Regions from separate parts of the Mus musculus genome. Here region 2 is linked to region 1. The links are chromatin contacts, called in public HiChIP or PLAC-seq maps. All regions are on one chromosome and are shown on one strand. The core of a region is the stretch at or near the end of the contact, and the rest is flanking DNA. Distances in the headings are between cores, read along the strand shown. Region 1 has its middle 28 kb from the start of 2310069B03Rik. Region 2 overlaps M1ap (meiosis 1 associated protein).

Evidence for each region. HiChIP or PLAC-seq counts read pairs in DNA pulled down with a chosen protein or histone mark.
Region 2: a contact with region 1 is called in an H3K4me3 HiChIP or PLAC-seq map of bone marrow-derived macrophages, with 2.4 times the contacts expected there. The contact joins two enhancer-like sites. A contact is called at or near these places in 4 of 39 promoter capture datasets (the C10 cell line, embryonic stem cells, hippocampal neurons and 1 more), 12 of 15 datasets of contacts at CTCF or cohesin (CD8 T cells, the G1E-ER4 cell line, the NIH/3T3 cell line and 6 more), 262 of 484 Hi-C or Micro-C datasets (2-cell-like embryonic stem cells, the 3T3-L1 cell line, 3T3-L1-derived adipocytes and 127 more), 45 of 115 datasets of contacts at active chromatin or transcription factors (CD4 T cells, CD4 single positive thymocytes, CD8 T cells and 27 more) and 6 of 9 other capture datasets (adipose tissue, bone marrow-derived macrophages, embryonic stem cells and 3 more).

The regions. Positions count from the first base shown.
Region 1 is chr6:82,907,564-82,911,323 of GRCm38.p6, forward strand. No RefSeq gene overlaps it. Among named protein-coding and RNA genes, the nearest start is that of 2310069B03Rik, 28 kb to the left of the region's middle. Within about 2 kb of position 1,813, at least 137 of the 459 cell types and tissues checked have an H3K27ac peak or open chromatin away from gene starts, as enhancers often do. A contact at or near this core is called in bone marrow-derived macrophages, where this site is marked.
Region 2 is chr6:82,983,800-82,987,511 of GRCm38.p6, forward strand. The region is part of intron 4 of M1ap (meiosis 1 associated protein); the gene reads left to right. Among named protein-coding and RNA genes, the nearest start is that of Gm32644, 37 kb to the right of the region's middle. Within about 2 kb of position 1,407, at least 2 of the 459 cell types and tissues checked have an H3K27ac peak or open chromatin away from gene starts, as enhancers often do. A contact at or near this core is called in bone marrow-derived macrophages, where this site is marked.

The DNA.
Region 1 (3,760 bases), core at 563-3,062:
CCACTCCCACTTTTTGGCCCTGGTGTTCCCCTGTACTGGGGCATATAAAGTTTGCAAGTCCAATGGGCCTCTCTTTCCAGTGATGGCCGACTAGGCCATCTTTTGATACATATGCAGCTAGAGTCAAGAGCTCCAGGGTACTGGTTAGTTCATAATGTTGCTCCACCTATAGGGTTGCAGATCCCTTTAGCTCCTTGGGTATTTTCTCTAGCTCCTCCATTGGGGGCCCTGTGATCCATCCAATAGCTGACTGTGAGCATCCACTTATGTGTTTGCTAGGCCCCGGCAACAAAAGAAACAGCTATATCAGGGTCCTATCAGCACAATCTTGCTAGTGTATGCAATGGTGTCAGCGTTTGGAGGCTGATTATGGGATGGATCCCTGGATATGGCAGTCTCTAGATGCTCCATCCTTTTGTCTCAGCACCAAACTTTGTCTCTGTAACTCCTTCCATGGGTGTTTTCATGCTCACTTCTGTGGTCTGGGCACTATTCTTGTTTGTGCCTGTGCCTGTGTTTACATGTACCTAGAGCTCTTGCTTTCATTCTGACCTGTCCTCTGCACTGAGTGTCTTATCCAGTGCTGATGCTCTGAGCCATTCCCCGTTCAACAGAGCTTGCAGAACCCACATGCTTGGCTAGCGCCCAGCACTCCGGGGTGACTCTCCTCCCTCTACGTTGTCTCTTCCTCACTAACCAGTGTTGCAGACATGTTTTCACGCCAACACTGAGTCATATTCAACTAAAAATATTTTTCATTGACTCGTTGTGTTTTCCTGTTAGCCTTAGAATTAATGTTAGCATGATGAAAATCTTTAGAGACACATCTCCACGCGGGCTTCAGAATTGGAGAGACTTGAAAACAGTCCCACCTCCACTGGGAGATGACTGTGTGATGTTCAGCAGGCTCCTGCTCTGAACCTGTTTTTTGGCTACAAATATGACTATTTATTCTAGACTTTCTGGAGTTGAGATTAGTATGAAAAATGTTTACTATACCATACATAAAATTAGTACATGCATGGACATAATTTTTATTATTAGTTAAAGCAACTATTCCTATATAGGATGTCTATTCTTGGAAAAGAATATTGTTATCTCAGATAAATGAGTTTAATATCTTTGATCTGGAAGGAAGAGCAGGAGAGACTAGTCTGCAAATAACCAAACACGAATTATTAATAGAGAATTATTAATAGAGAATTATTAATAGAGAATTATTAATAGAGAAAATTAAGGTCTAAGCGGGAGTTCAGAACCCAAGCTAGAGGGAGGCTGTGGGAGTTATAAAGGGAAACACCCTGACACTACCTGTCACAGCAGAGCGTCTGTGTGGTGCTTTGAATGTGAACTCCATAGGCTCAGGTGGGAGAAAACTTAGACCCCAGTCACTGGTGCTATTTGGGGAGGTTTAAGACGCGAGGTCTTGTATGTCACTGGGGTCAGCGGTCAAGCTTAGATGGCCTCTCCCCGCGTGCAGTTTACTCTCCCAAGTTTGTGCTTGTGGTTGGGGGTGTGAGTTCCTAGCTTTCTGCTCCAGTCACTGCCTGCTGCCATGTCACCACGCCCGCCAGGCTTCCAGGCCACGGTGGAATTTTATCCCTCTGGAACCGAAAGCCAAAACCAAGGATTTTCCCGTAAGTTGCTTTTGGTTGTTTGATGTTTTACCACAGCAACAGAAAAGCAACTAAGTCAGTCAGCCTGCGAGACAGAGGATTCCCAGCAGCCATGACTCAGCGCTGTGGAACCGGGGCAGCTGGAGCCTTGTGAGTTTCTGCAGGAGTGAGTACACACTAGTTCTTGCCATGACTCAGCGAGCCAGGTCAGCGATGGTCACACAGACTCACTCAGTTAATATTGTTGACGTCTCTGTAGGGCACGTCTTAGGCACTGTGCATCTAGGATTATGCTAAACGGCTATGGTGCGGGACAATATGAAGTACAGACTTAGTAAGAAGGAAAATAACTCTAACAGAATAAACAAGCCAAAAAGAGGAAATGCACATTAATGATAAATGCTATGCTGAGAAGGATGTGTAGGTAGTGTTGTAGGTTAAATATGAAATGGCTCCCACAGGCTCGCACTTGTTTGCCACTTGGTGGTGCTGTTTGCAAAGGTTATAGAACGTTTAGGTTTGGAGCCTTGTTGGAGGAAGTTAATCACTGGGGACCAGGCCTCTGTCTCTCTGTTTCTCTCTCTGCCTGTCTCTGTCTGTCTGTCTCTGCCTGTCTCTGTTTCTCTGTCTCTCTCTGTGTGTATTTGTATCTGTCTGTCTGTCTGTCTGTCTGTCTGTCTGTCTGTCTGTCTGTCTCTCTTTCTCTCCCCTCTCTGTGAGGGTGAAACATGGTTGCTCTGCTTCCTGACTGCCAGGCCATCCTCATTTTCCTGCCGCCATACTTCCTCACCTTAATGGACTGTGTTCCCAGTAAGCTCCCCTCCCCTGCTAAGTTGCTTTTGGTCAGGGTCTTTTATCCCAGCAACAGACAAGCACGCATCTATACTGTGTGATCAGGGTGGTCCTCATTCTGGAAGTGATACTTAAAATAAAGCCTAAATAGCCAGAAGAAGCCAGGCTTTCCACCAATAATGAGCTTAATTGGCATATGGTAGGAAAAGCCTTATCGTGTCCACAATGAGTGCCCACCTTGAGTGAGAGGGAAGAAAAAAATAAAAATAAATAAAAAATAAAAAGTAATATATATGTAAAAAAAAAAAAAACTTAAGTAAGAACAACAGTTCTAAATTAGAAGGAAGGGTTGGAATTTCTCCTGGGTGTCATAAGAAGCCATTAGAAAACTTTAACTTGAAAGGAACATATTTAGCATTAATTTTTGAAAGATCACTGTCTACATCTAAATACCTTTAGTAAACTACAACTGGTGTTTTGTTTGTTTGTTCTGTTTTTGTCTTTTTTATCCAACTTCCTTATGTCCATTCTTCTGATAATGTAATCTTTCCCTCCCTGGACACGTATGTGACTTAGGCTTGGCCAATCACAGTATCCCATTTCCTTGGACACACTCATTGGTGCAATGGAGTCATGTGATATGAGCAGAGCTGTCCTTGTGATTCTTGGTTTACGCTGAAAAAGTAGTTTTGGCTTCTAAGATCTGTGGCTGAAAGGATGTGGAAGCAGCCATATTTCTTTTTCTCTTTAACATTCATTTATTTTGTGTATGTGTGCATGTATGTGCATGCACATGTGTGCCAAAGCACACATGTAGAGGTCAGAGGACAACTTGAGTCAGTTCTCCTGCCACGTGGGTTCTGGAGATCAAAGCCAGCAGCACGTGCCTTTGCTCATGAAGTCATCTCAGCAGCAGCCACCTTTTCTGCTTCTTTGAGTGGGGCCATTTACAGCAAGAAAGAAAGAAATCAGGCAAGACAAGCAAAGATGACAGACAGGCAGACAGACAGACTCCCTCTAACCCTGAATCCTAATTCCAGGGGCTGGGACCTTGACTCCTAAAGTCCTTTGTGCAGTCCTGAGGGTATCTTATTCCTGACTTCTCTACTAAGTGAGCCATGAATTTCTCCATTTACTGAACTGTTAGCCTTCTTAAAGGCATGCCAGTGTATACCTGTAATCCCAAGACTTTGGGGAACTGAGGCAGGAGAATCACAAATTCTGGGCTAGTCTGGGCTACATAGTAAGTTCAAGACCAGTCTGAACTATGTAGTAAGACCCTGTCTTGAAAAAAAAAATCCTTACTTCAGAATCTCCTTCTTAGCTGGAGTGTGTGTATGTGTGCATGTGTT
Region 2 (3,712 bases), core at 157-2,656, 76 kb after region 1:
CTTGAGCGCTGAGAGATGACTCAGTTAAGAGTACTTTTGCTTGTGGCAGTCTGAATGAAAATGGCCCCCATAGGCTCATATATGTTGCAAACTTAGTCCCCATTTGATGAATTGTTTGGAAAGGTTTAGAACTGTGACCTTCTTGGAGGAGGTGTGCCAACGCCAGGCCTTGTCTGTCTGTCTGTCTCTGTCTCTATCTCTCTCTCCCCCTCTCTCTCCCTCTCCCTGTTGCCTGTGGATCAGGATATAAAGCTCTCAGCTGTGTTCCAGTGCCATGCCTGTTTCCCACAGTAATGGTCATGGACTGACCCCCTGAAACTGCAGGCAAGCCACCAATTAAATGTTTTCTTTTATGAGGTACCTTGGTCATGGTGTCTCTTCACAGCAATAGAACAGTAAGTGTGACGGTTTGTATATGCTTAGCCCAGGGAGTAGCACTATTAGGAGGTGTGGCCTTGTTGGAGTAGGTGTGTCACTGTGGATGTGGGCTTTAATACCCTAGTCCTAGCTTCAGCCAGTCTTCTCCTGAATCATACCTGCCTGGACATACCTGTATGGGCATTGCCATGCTCCTGCCTTGATGATAATGGATTGAACCTCTGAACCTGTAAGCCAGCCCCAATTAAATGTTGTTCTTTATAAGACTTGCCTTGGTCATGGTGTCTGTTCACAGCAGTAAAACACTAATTAAGACAATAAGACAGTGTTCTTCCAGAGAACCCAGGTTTGGTTCCTATCACCCACTTTAGGCAGCCTACAACCACCTTTAAATACAGCTCCAGAGGCTCCAAGGCCCTCTTCTTGCTTCCTCGGGCACCCATATACATATGGCATACATTCACATAGTCACATACATATAAATATTTTTTCATAAAAGAAAGAAATCTTAACAGGAATACCTGTCTTAGTTACGGTTTAATTGCTGTGAGGAGACACCATGATCACAGCAGCTCTTATAAAGGCAAACATTTGATTAGGGCTGGCTTGCAGTTTCAGAGTTTTAGTCCATTATCGTCATGGTGGGAAGCATGACAGCATGCAGGCAGACATGGTACTAGAGAAGGAGCTCAGAGTTCTACATCTGGATCTGCAGGCAGCAGAAGGAGATTGTGTGTCACACTGGGCATAGCATGAGCAGAGGAGACCTCAAAGCCTGCCTCACAGTGATATGCTGGGGATTGGTTCTAATGCTTTGAGTTAATCCAGCCCCCCAAATTGGGAATCTGCATGTCCAAACACAGAGGGCCCTTGTCCACAACTGGCTTTTGATTGATCAATAAAGAACCAATGGCCAATGTCTGGGTAAGAAGACTGAGGCAGGACTTTGAGATTTGCATGGGCTAGGAACTGGGAGAAAGGGAAGAAGCAGAGATCACCATGATGGGGGAAGAAGAAAAACCAGACCTAAAGGCCTGCTGATGTGTGAGAATCAGGGAAAGTGGCCACATGGGTCACTTCCCCAATTGAGTTTGGAGTTGCAAACATGAAATACAGATTTTTAAAACATATTAATTCAGGAGTACCAGAGGGGAGTGTTTTCTAGCAGCAGAGCAGATTAGAAAAGCCAACCATTAAGCTAGTCAAGGCATAAAAATTAACTGGCGTGTGTGTGTGTGTGTGTGTGTGTGTGTGTGTGTGTGTGTGTGTGTGTGTGTGATTTGAGAATCCAGAGGGCTCTGGTGGGTGGCTGGGAGCACAGCTTGCTGGGAGCACAAAATAATTAGCTAAATGCATCACTACTGACACACTTCCTCCAGCAAGGCCACACCTACTTTAACAAAGCCACACCTCCTAATAGTGCCATTCCCTATGGGCCAAGCATTCAAATGCATGAATCTATGGAGGCCATGACTATGCAAACCTTCACAGGTACATATTATGGGACTTCTTGGGGGTGTTTAAAGCTTCATTGGTGTACCTTAAAGAAGTTATATTTGGATGGAAGGAACATGATGTTAGATAAAATATCAATATCATTAGAACAGAATTTAGTTCTCCCCAAAATGACCTGCTAACTGATTCCAATCAAAATCCTATCAGAGTTTTTTGTTGATTTTGTTTTGACTTGGTTTAGTTTTGAAACAGGGTCTCACTGTGTAGTTCTGGATAGCATGAACTTGTGGCAATACTCCTGCTTCAGCCTCTTGAGTGCTAGGATTACAAGTCTGTACTGCCACGCCCAGCTTCATTTGTTGATTTTATTCTGAGGCAGAGTTTTGCTTTACAAAGCCTAGGTTATGTGTAACCTAAGCTGCCCTAAAAAAATCACATTCTCCTATGTCAATCTCAAATGCTCATCATAAATGAGATTACAATTACTATACCTAGCTCACTTTTTAAAATTAATCTGATGAACTAATCCCATGCAAAGTGTATATGCACTCACACGCTCATGTGCATGTGCACATTGAAATTAAGGTGCATGTTAAAGCCAAGGGTGCAAAGATGACTCATAAAGTTGTTAAATAAGACAGTATTGGAGGGGCTGGAGAGATGGCTCGGCTGTTAAGAGCACTGACTGCTCTTCCAGAGGTCCTGAGTTCAGTTCCCAGCAACCACGTGGTGGTTCACAACCATCTGTAATGGGATCAGATGTCCTCTTCTGGGGTGTCTGAAGACAGCTACAGTGTACTCACATAAAATAAATAAATCAATCTTAAAAAAAAAGACAGTACTTGGGCTTATCATATGCTCAATCACACATCCTTTGTTTCATATGCATGATGCTCTGGGTTTAACACACAGCACTGCAGAAAATAATATGTAGTGTCATACTGACACAGGAATAGACCATTTGTCCTGTCCAGAACTTATTACTGAGCCCAGAAGCAGAAAGTCACATGAAAACATAATGTGTGGTGTGGCTGCCATGGAAAAACAATGAAAATAGATTAGTGTAGTTACTAAATCATGCTGGAACGATCATTGATCCTTCAGGAAAAAAGAGAAGTTGGATCTCTACTTTATAAAACCTAAATATGAGAGAGAAAACTTTTAGAAGAGAATGTATAAGAAAAAACTTAATGACTGTAGGTGAGGAGAAGGAAGAATTTCATATGAGACACAAAGTCTGCTAGCTACAGAAGACTGAAGAAGCATCCCTATAGTAAAATCAGAATTCCTGTTTGTCAGAAGACACCATGGAAAAGGGAGTCAGAAAAACCACACCTACAGCTCTCACTCAAGTAACCAGCGAGAAGTTGCTGTCTGGAATGCAAACGTTGTAACATCATCATAAAGTGGAGCACCACAGCTGAGAGGAACGATGCTCATGAATGTTTATACGGGGGGTGGGGGGTGTTGGGGGGGTGGGGAGAGGCAGGCCACTCATGGCATATAGAAGACTGTGCTTCTTACAAAGCTCCAGGAAGTTAAAGCAATGAAATATTACTTAAAGCAGTAACCTTTTTAAAAGAGAAAGAATGATAAGGAAGTTCAGCATAGCAAGGCTTCCTCTGAGGAGGAGGGAAGAGCACACAGACATGTCGTGCTATTCATGACATTCTGTATCTCAAGTTAACAAAAGAGATTCATGATGTCTGCTTATGGCTGAGCTTTTAGAGCTTACAAGGGCACACCTGATACGTCTTCATTTGCATACGATAAAATTTTTATACTAGTCTTCTAAAGAATGGATAAGTAATAAATATGCCAAAACTCGGGAGGTCACAGTGATCAATATACTTTGGCATCCAGACAGCATCTGTCCAGG